3 separate regions of the Sus scrofa genome follow, and regions 1 and 3 are each linked to region 2. A link is a contact called in public HiChIP or PLAC-seq data. All regions are on one chromosome and are shown on one strand. The core of a region is the stretch at or near the end of the contact, and the rest is flanking DNA. Distances in the headings are between cores, read along the strand shown.

The links. HiChIP or PLAC-seq counts read pairs in DNA pulled down with a chosen protein or histone mark.
Region 1: a contact with region 2 is called in an H3K27ac HiChIP or PLAC-seq map of alveolar macrophages. The contact joins two enhancer-like sites. A contact is called at or near these places in 1 of 47 Hi-C or Micro-C datasets (embryonic fibroblasts) and 1 of 2 datasets of contacts at active chromatin or transcription factors (alveolar macrophages).
Region 3: an H3K27ac HiChIP or PLAC-seq map of alveolar macrophages shows a contact between it and region 2, with 6 times the contacts expected there. The contact joins two enhancer-like sites. A contact is called at or near these places in 1 of 47 Hi-C or Micro-C datasets (subcutaneous adipose tissue) and 2 of 2 datasets of contacts at active chromatin or transcription factors (alveolar macrophages and skeletal muscle).

Annotation. Positions count from the first base shown.
Region 1 is chr9:28,300,150-28,302,895 of Sscrofa11.1, reverse strand. The region is part of intron 1 of MAML2 (mastermind-like protein 2); the gene reads left to right. Among named protein-coding and RNA genes, the nearest start is that of MAML2, 71 kb to the left of the region's middle. Within about 2 kb of position 1,290, at least 6 of the 83 cell types and tissues checked have an H3K27ac peak or open chromatin away from gene starts, as enhancers often do. A contact at or near this core is called in alveolar macrophages, where this site is marked.
Region 2 is chr9:28,037,003-28,039,777 of Sscrofa11.1, reverse strand. All of the region lies in intron 2 of MAML2 (mastermind-like protein 2), which reads left to right. Among named protein-coding and RNA genes, the nearest start is that of MTMR2, 64 kb to the right of the region's middle. Within about 2 kb of position 1,272, at least 36 of the 83 cell types and tissues checked have an H3K27ac peak or open chromatin away from gene starts, as enhancers often do. A contact at or near this core is called in alveolar macrophages, where this site is marked.
Region 3 is chr9:28,353,341-28,356,040 of Sscrofa11.1, reverse strand. All of the region lies in intron 1 of MAML2 (mastermind-like protein 2), which reads left to right. Among named protein-coding and RNA genes, the nearest start is that of MAML2, 18 kb to the left of the region's middle. Within about 2 kb of position 1,325, at least 10 of the 83 cell types and tissues checked have an H3K27ac peak or open chromatin away from gene starts, as enhancers often do. A contact at or near this core is called in alveolar macrophages, where this site is marked.

The DNA of each region.
Region 1 (2,746 bases), core at 41-2,540, 260 kb before region 2:
TTTCTCCTCTCTTTGTGTGTCTTCCCTTAAATATTGCATAGTGCTTTGTAGTTTGCAAAGGACTTTGACACACAACATCTCCCTTCTTTTTTCGGTGTACTGAATGCAGGAATGAACAAAAGGTCATTATTAAGAAGGTCTGTGAGTTTAGGCACTGAACACTGCAAGTGACCACTCAGCAATGGGGAGACTTTTCTGATGCTGCTTCTCTCCTTATAATGAAGATATCATCCATAATTAACTTAGTAATAGATCTGCTCCCTCTGTGCCCTCTGTGGGATGGCTTTGGATTAGCCTAGGGTTTTAAAACCTTCCTCCTTTGCCCAAGGCCACATATTCAACTGTGTAATGGCCAGGTCTACTTGGTTGACCCATGGTCATGTCAGTTTCAATGTCCTCAACTACAGTTTCCCCTTGAAGCTGTTCTTTCTCCTGTACTCTTCATAGCAGTAAATGATAGTCTTTCATCTCAGCCAGAAATATGAGAGTTCTCATGGATTCCACCCTCTCACTCACTTTTCAGTTTCTAGAAATGACCCAATTTCTCTATTGTCTGCTGCCTTACTATCTCACCTCATCCTCTCTTCTCCATTCTCCTCACTGCTGCATTGTTAGCTTCTCCAGATCTCTCATTTTCTCACTTTTACTGTAATAAAAATATCCCAAGCAATTGCCCTGCTTTCAGGCTAATCCCTTCCAATATGAAGCTGCCAGAGTGGTTTTTTCAAAAATATTCTTATGTTTATCATAAATTCAAATTCATTAGCAAAGCACACAAAGGGCTTTCTGATGTGATGTTGCTGAACAAAACTGTTGGCAGCCCTAGAAGGCAACGTGTGCTTGACGTTGCTGTGCTGTTCCCTCCACCTGGAAAGCCCTTCCAGTTTCTGTTTAAAAATCTCCTGTTCACATTCACTGCTCAAAGAACTATGGGTCATTGTATTAGGAAAGACTTCTCCATCCACTGCCTCCCCAGCTTGCCAGCTTGAGTTTGTTCCTCTTTCACCCTCTCATAACTCTCAATCCATCATAATGTTTTACATATCTCATTATAGCATTTAACGTGTTGAACTCTAGTGACTGTTTTGCTGGGCTGTCCACCTCCCTCCCTGTAAGCTCCTCAGGGCAGAGATGAGTCCTGATGGGCTTTAGCACAGGGACCTGCAACAGAAGAAGCATTTGGTAAATGTTGAACAGAATCTGTTTCACTTTTTCCCGAGCACAAAGCATGCATGAAAGAGATTAATTTACTCCACATGGGAAGTTGCTGCGCAGGCTTACCAAAAGGTCAGGTCTATATAAAGTGGTGTTACTTTTTGTTCCCCTTTCCTTTAGTAAGACCTTAAGAAAAAAAGTGCAGTTTAAAAGCTGGGACCTATGGAACTGATCTCTGAAATGAAAAAATGATTGCAAAATCAGATTCACACAGCACCTAAACTATTCCCTCAGCTATTCCTTAAGTGCTTCTCAAAGTGTGGTCCCCAGAACAGCAGCAGTGGCATCATGGGGGATTCTTTACACATGCAGAGTATTGGACCCCACCCCAGACTGTCTGAATTGGAGGCTCTGGGGATGGGGTTTAGCGCTCTTTTAACAAACCCTCTTGATGATCCTAATGGTGACCCCAGTTTGAGAACTACTTCCCTGAGGGTTAAAAAAATTTAAAAACACCCACAAAAGGATATTAGCATTTATGGAGCACTGTTATGTGCCAGGCCATATTAACATTATTATAATGTTTTTCACAATACCAGGTTAGCACATCAAGATTTAATTCTGCTAAGATACCTTTTGTTCTATTTAAATTAGTTTAGGGAGTTCCCGTTGTGGCTCAGAGGTTAACGAACCCCACTAGTATCCGTGAGGACACAGGTTCGATTCCTGGCCTTGCTCAGGAGGTTAAAGATCCCGCGTTGCTGTGGTTGTGGTGTAGGCTGGCAGCTGTAGCTCCTATTCGACCCCTAGCCCAGGAACCTCTATATGCCGCAGGAGCAGCCTTAAAAAGACCAAAATAACTAACTAACTAAATAAAAATTAGTTTAGGTACAGCTGTCTTGATTTTGCTATAGTATCTAGTCAGGCAAAATGCTGCGTTCTCTGCAGTGCTGTCTCTCACTGTTCCCCAGGAGTGATTCCTCGTTTCTTTACACTGATTTGTGGCCCTGAAGTGACACTCAAAACATATTGCCTTGAATCATAGATATCTACTCAGCTTGCTTATCTCTCAAACTGTGAATTTTTACAAAGTATAGACCCTGTTTTGTGTGCGGAGGCCTGCACTCTGCTTTAGATAGTACCTTCCACGGATGAGCTAAACATTAGATGGATATCAATTGGATGGATGAATGGATCTTACAATATTTATCACAGCGCTGTACAGATTGAGGCTTGTACTACACAGAACAGGGATTAAAAGCTTTTTGGGTTTTTTGTCTGAGAAGCAATATCATCTGCTTATGTGGAAGAGAAGGGGAGAAATAATTGTGGAAATGGAGAATTAGCCTTTTTTTCCCCCCTCTTCTTTTTGGTAGCTACTTCTCAAGCCACTTCTTTGCCTGATTGGTGGTTTAGAGACATAAACATATAAGTGTGTGGACTTATTTAACTCCATGAATCTCAGAAGCTAGTGTTTACAATCTATCTCAAGTATAAAATCTTGTTTGGTTGGAACTAAGGGCATCAATCCAGGTTGTCATGATGATAACACATCACTCTCGGCTTTTGAGTGCTCTGTTCCAAGACAGAC
Region 2 (2,775 bases), core at 23-2,522:
CTCTGGTTAAAAGATGTTCATTTTCTGAATGGGGTTTCCTAATGGGCTGCTTTGATCTTAACATGAGTCAACGACCATTATGCATCCCTGTCACATAGATTTGGGTGAAGAGCTTAATTACCAATAATAAGGTGGTCTTTTTGTTTGTAGAATGTCATTGTCATTCTCCTTTCCCTGGTAAATACAACTCAGCTTAAAGAAATTATAGCTGAATACTAAAATGCTGAGTACACCAGCAGAATTGCATATTTTATACTTTATAATTGGATTTTCTACTTTAGTTTTTATGTTATACACATTCTAGTTGAAATCTTTTACTTGAACTAATGGAGACCTGCTATTTCTTAATTCTAACCAGTTGGAAAAAAAGGAGTTAATAGGTACCAAAAAGCTCGAGGGTTACTTCATTTTGGTTTTTGTTAGATGTGATGTTTGGAAAAGCAACGTATTTGTTGTTATAACTGACTTTCCTTGGTTTTAAAGTAGTTGTTATTGCTGTCAATCCTTGCCCCTCACCTCCTAGAAACTGTCTTATACTTAATTTTCCCTCTTCACCTGACCTCCTAGTTCACAGGTAACATGGTTATCATTAGTGCTATTTACGTGGTGATAGAGAAAAAAAATAGAACATCCAAGTCAATCTATTAAGATGAATGCATATACCATTGCATGACCAGCCAAAAGAAATAGTTCCTAGTCAAGTAATTAAAAAATGCAACGAAGAGTCACACTGAATAAAATGATAACGATGTCATTTAACATGACAACTCCATTGCCTTGTGAAACAGAATTATTTGAAAGAGAATTTTTGAAAATATTTTTATTGCTTTTCAAAGCCTGGTGTTTTGTCAACATACAAGCTATTTTTATGTAGAAACAGTAGCGAAGTTATCTTATGTTCACTGCACAACTAAATTACACCAACTTATCATTGCATTGCTTGAAGAAACAGATTTCAAAGGTTTCTTCCAGAAAACAGTGTTTAATCAATTTCTTATACTGTCTTTGAACATAATCTAGTAAGCAGATGTGGAGTTAACGGCTTATTATGTTCTGACTCTCTATATCCATTCAGAGTCTGCCAGACTCAGAATAAAAGTCAAGACATGTGCACATAGAAACTCTGTAGATGTTTGTAGCATTTGAAATTAAAATAGTGAGAAGGCTGCCTGGGCGTCCCTTCAGACATGGCACAGTGGAGTACAGAGACAGGAAATATGCCAGACTGCCTCTGCAGGAGGCTGCTCAGAACACGTGCATCAAGGAACAAGGAACTGCTTAATGATTAATCACTGTCAACCTTTGTTCTCGTTAAAGACTTGATTGTTGGACAAGGCTTGTAATGAGGGACTGTTTTGGTGTCTGTTGCTATGAGATTGTGCTCACTGATCCTCAGTGGATGTAAGCCACTGTTCCCTTTTTGCCCAAGTAGAATAAACTTGAATGAAAATGCTCTAACAGTGCCTGCTAGTGGTGCTTTAAGAAGAGGCTCTGGACATTCTGTTTAGCAAATGTTACTACAGCCCAAAAATAGGGAATAGATAGATATCCAAGAGTTTGACTCAGCTGAATGATAGCATATGAGACTGTAGAAAACAAAAAATAAAGAACTTTGATAATAAAAGAAGTAGATAGAAGTAGATTTTAAAGAAGTAATGATATAAAGACTCTCCCTCAACCACACGCATGAACATCTTTTTGGCAAACACAGATATTCAGAAGTCAAAATTTAGAGTTGTTACCCTTTATCTTGCCTTAAACAAATAAAATATTGAATTGTGTTTTGCAAAGCAAATACTGTTTATCACATTTTCCAAAATGCTAAGAAAAAAAGCCCACTTATTCTGTCACTGACTAGTTGGCTTATGGATTTTTGCATAGCCGTTTATGAATTTTTATTTGATTGCTGTTAAAAGATCAGTGGAACATTTTGCAGGAGGAAAAAAAACCACTGTATTTAAATGTAAAAAATATCTTCTGGGTTGATGTAACCTTAAAAGACTAGAACTCTTAAAACATCATTTTATTATCATGAAATTACTTTAAATGTATATACTTATGTGAAAGTACTAAAAGATATAGGATCCCTAAAACTGTTGGTGATATTCTCAGATTATGTACTACCCACTAGCCAAAACCACAACTCTCTAACAAAGCCTGCTGTAGTTTTCCCATGTCTGCATGAAGCAGCTTTTCTTATGGTTCACTATGGTATGTAACTATTTGACTCAAGATACTGTGTCCCTACTCTGCTCTCCTTTTTTTATTCCCTATTCCTCTTAACCCATCCACAGTGTAATCAGGGAAGTTGAGCAGGAACTGTTTGGACCTCCAGAAATCTAAAAGATGGCCTCTGTTGGCATCCTATGTTCCTACTTAGTCTGCAGGTAACTATGAATGTTCCACTGACACCAGAAACTATCCTGTAGAGCCCAGGGACCTGCTCTAGAGTATCCCCTATGTATAAAGATAGGAAGGCACCTGGGAAAGGCTAATTGATCAGCCCCTGCATCTCCCAGTGGATTAGCTCCAAATCCTCCCAAATAGGAGAGCCAGTTTTTCATGTAAATCTCTAAGTAGAAATCCAGTTTGCTTGGTAAAATAGTCACAATCTACATAACCTGTAAACACTTCAATTTTCATAGTCTTGCCTCTATGTATGTATGTGTGTGTATCTATCTATCTATCTATATCTCCACATGTAATCAAAGATATTTTCTCTGACCACAGTATTTATGTGTTGAAGTTACAATGGGGAGATATCCTAAAAGGAGT
Region 3 (2,700 bases), core at 76-2,575, 320 kb before region 2:
GTGGTGTAGGTCGCAGATGCAGCTTGGGTCTGGCGTTGCTGTGACTGTGGTGTAGGCCGGCAGCTACAGCTCCGATTTGACCCCTAGCTTGGGAACTTCCATATGCCTCAGGTATGGCCCTAAAAAGACAAAAAAAAAAAAAAAAAAAAAGGAGCCCTAGAAATCAGACTCTCAGGGTATTAAAAAAAAAAAAGATTGTTTCCAGATTGAAATTCTAAAGCCCAATATCTCATGAATAGAAAATATTGGTGCAAGGAGGAGGATAATGGCATAGAAGTTACATACATTGAGTGCCTTGCTGTATGCTGGATCCTATGTCAGGCCTTTGGGCCACCTAGGAGAGGCAAAGTTCTTGTTGGATGATGTCTATATTTTAATGAGAAAGGGTGCACGGACAGAGAGTCAACAAACAAATGAAAGAATGAGATCAATTTAACTAGTGATAAATAATGTACAGTTCTTTGTTCCTTAAGGTGGCTGATTGGAGAATGATTTGGGTTCATTAAAATGAAGTAAACACTCTGAGAAGTGACACATGATAACCCTAAACAAACGGTTACCTTCAGAGCTAGAAGATGGTCTCCTTTGCCAGTGCTGCTCTGAGCCTGGACGGCTGCCTGCACAGTGGTCCAGGCTGTGTGCTGCTTTGGTTAGTCTGTGCAAGATGCTGGTTCTGATGCTTCTAAGGAGGAGGGTGGCCATGTCAGCATCTTCTGTTCCTTGAAGCTATTGTGATCATTTTGTTAGAAGTCATTGAGGCTTGAGAATGAAAGAGGAATGGCTGAAAGGCTTCTTTTGAGGAAAAGAAGAATATCATCTCTCTTTAGCCATAGAAACAGGAAAGAAAGGGTCAGGAGATGAGCACCTGGGCCAGAAGGAAGTGGAGGCATAGCAGGCTCTCTCAGGAGGCAGGCAGAAGTGGTAACTGGTTTGCAATAGTCATCATATCATCATCCTACAGGTATACAACCATTATTGTCCACACAGAAACCCCGTGTTGTAAATAAGGTGAGTGTAGCTTTTTTATACTATACAGAGCAGCTGAGAAATACTACTAATGTCTTTATTTTTGAATGGCAAATTTTCAGTTTATCGAATGTGTACACACAAGTTAACTCTGTTTATTCTCTGGGGTATTATTATACTCATTTTAGAGACTGGTAAGAGGCTTGAATTGGCCTATGCTAACTCTGCTAGTGTGTTGAGCCACTGTCCTGACCTCTGGGTTCTGCAAGGCACACAGCTGACAGAGTGGAGTAGCTGGGCCCCAAATGCACCACCGAATTTGCATCTAAGATGAGGACATAGAGTGTCTTGAGCTCCCAGAAGCACACCCACACATATTTTGAAGCAATGACTCTCCAAGAAAGAATGGAAATCATGAATGGAATGAGGATGTCAGACACCCAGGGCACATCAAATCTAGAAAAGGGAGGCTGGAAAAAGACAGTCTTGTGTTTTTTTTTTTTTTTAATTTTAAATTTTTAAAAAATTCATTAATTTGTAAGAATACAAGGCAAAGTGAGAAAACATTTTGAATTTATGAAAGCCTGCACTTTGCTACCTTTATTTCTTATGAGTCTAGTGAGTCAACCCGCAGGTCTGGGGAGAGAGGGCTCCAAGGTTGTTATGAAAAGAAACTTGATCCTGAATCAAAGAAGCAGATTCATCTCTGAAACCAAGATTGGTCTAAGTTTTTCTCCTTGCTGTTGCTTATTTTGGAATCAGATCTTAGATGGAGCTTAAGGGAGAGACCTGCTACTCTGCTGAAAAGTGATTTTGAATGCATTCAGATCCAGATTGAATGTATTTTTTTATGCTGATGGTGGGTGTTTTCTCATTACCTTGAAAAAAATATAGGGCTTCATAGTTGTTAAGATTTTTACTTCAAGGTGGAGAAGTGCCTTATTTATCTTTGTATTTCCATTGTCATAACAGTGTCAGACATCACATAAGCAAGTATTTGGTAAATGTTGAACTAAACTGTGGGGAGCATGCATTTTTAAAGGACCTCAACCCTTTATATTTCTATGGCTAAATGTTCTCTGCACCAGCTGTGAAACACTGATCTTTGAGGTATTCCTTTGGTCCAATATTTTTTAATCAGATTGATTAAATGTTTAACATGTCAGGTACTCTTCTAAGTGTTTTTGGAGTATCAACCCAAGTTTCCTCGTAATCACATTATCAAGTGGGTTGGTGTGATCTTATTTCCATTTGACAGATGAGGAAGTTGAGGTGTGAGATCTGCCAGGTCACTCAGTCAGATATGGTGGAGTTGGGTTTGAGCAGAGTGGATGATGCCACTGTCTGTGTGTCTAGTCATGGTTTCTGACTACCTCTAGAAGGTAATTACACATGCGATCTCAGACTGCAGCTCACACATGAGCCAAGCCTGAGTTTGAAAGCCATGTGCAGCAAGACATCTGAAAGTTAATAACAATTAAGACCAACTCATCCTCCAAAGTGCAGAGAGAATTCAGAATGAATGCCTACAGGTCACAGATTACTCTTTGAAACAGCTGCCATTCCCATATTTTTTAAGAGTTAGAAAGTGCTTGAACATGTAGGATCTGTGAGTGACAAATATGTTTCAACTTGCATCCCAGGGAAGGTTGGAAGTTGTCACCTGGTGGGCTGTATTGAGGATTCTAAGGAAATATCTAAGCTCTGTGGGAAAGCAGGCCATGGTAGTTCATT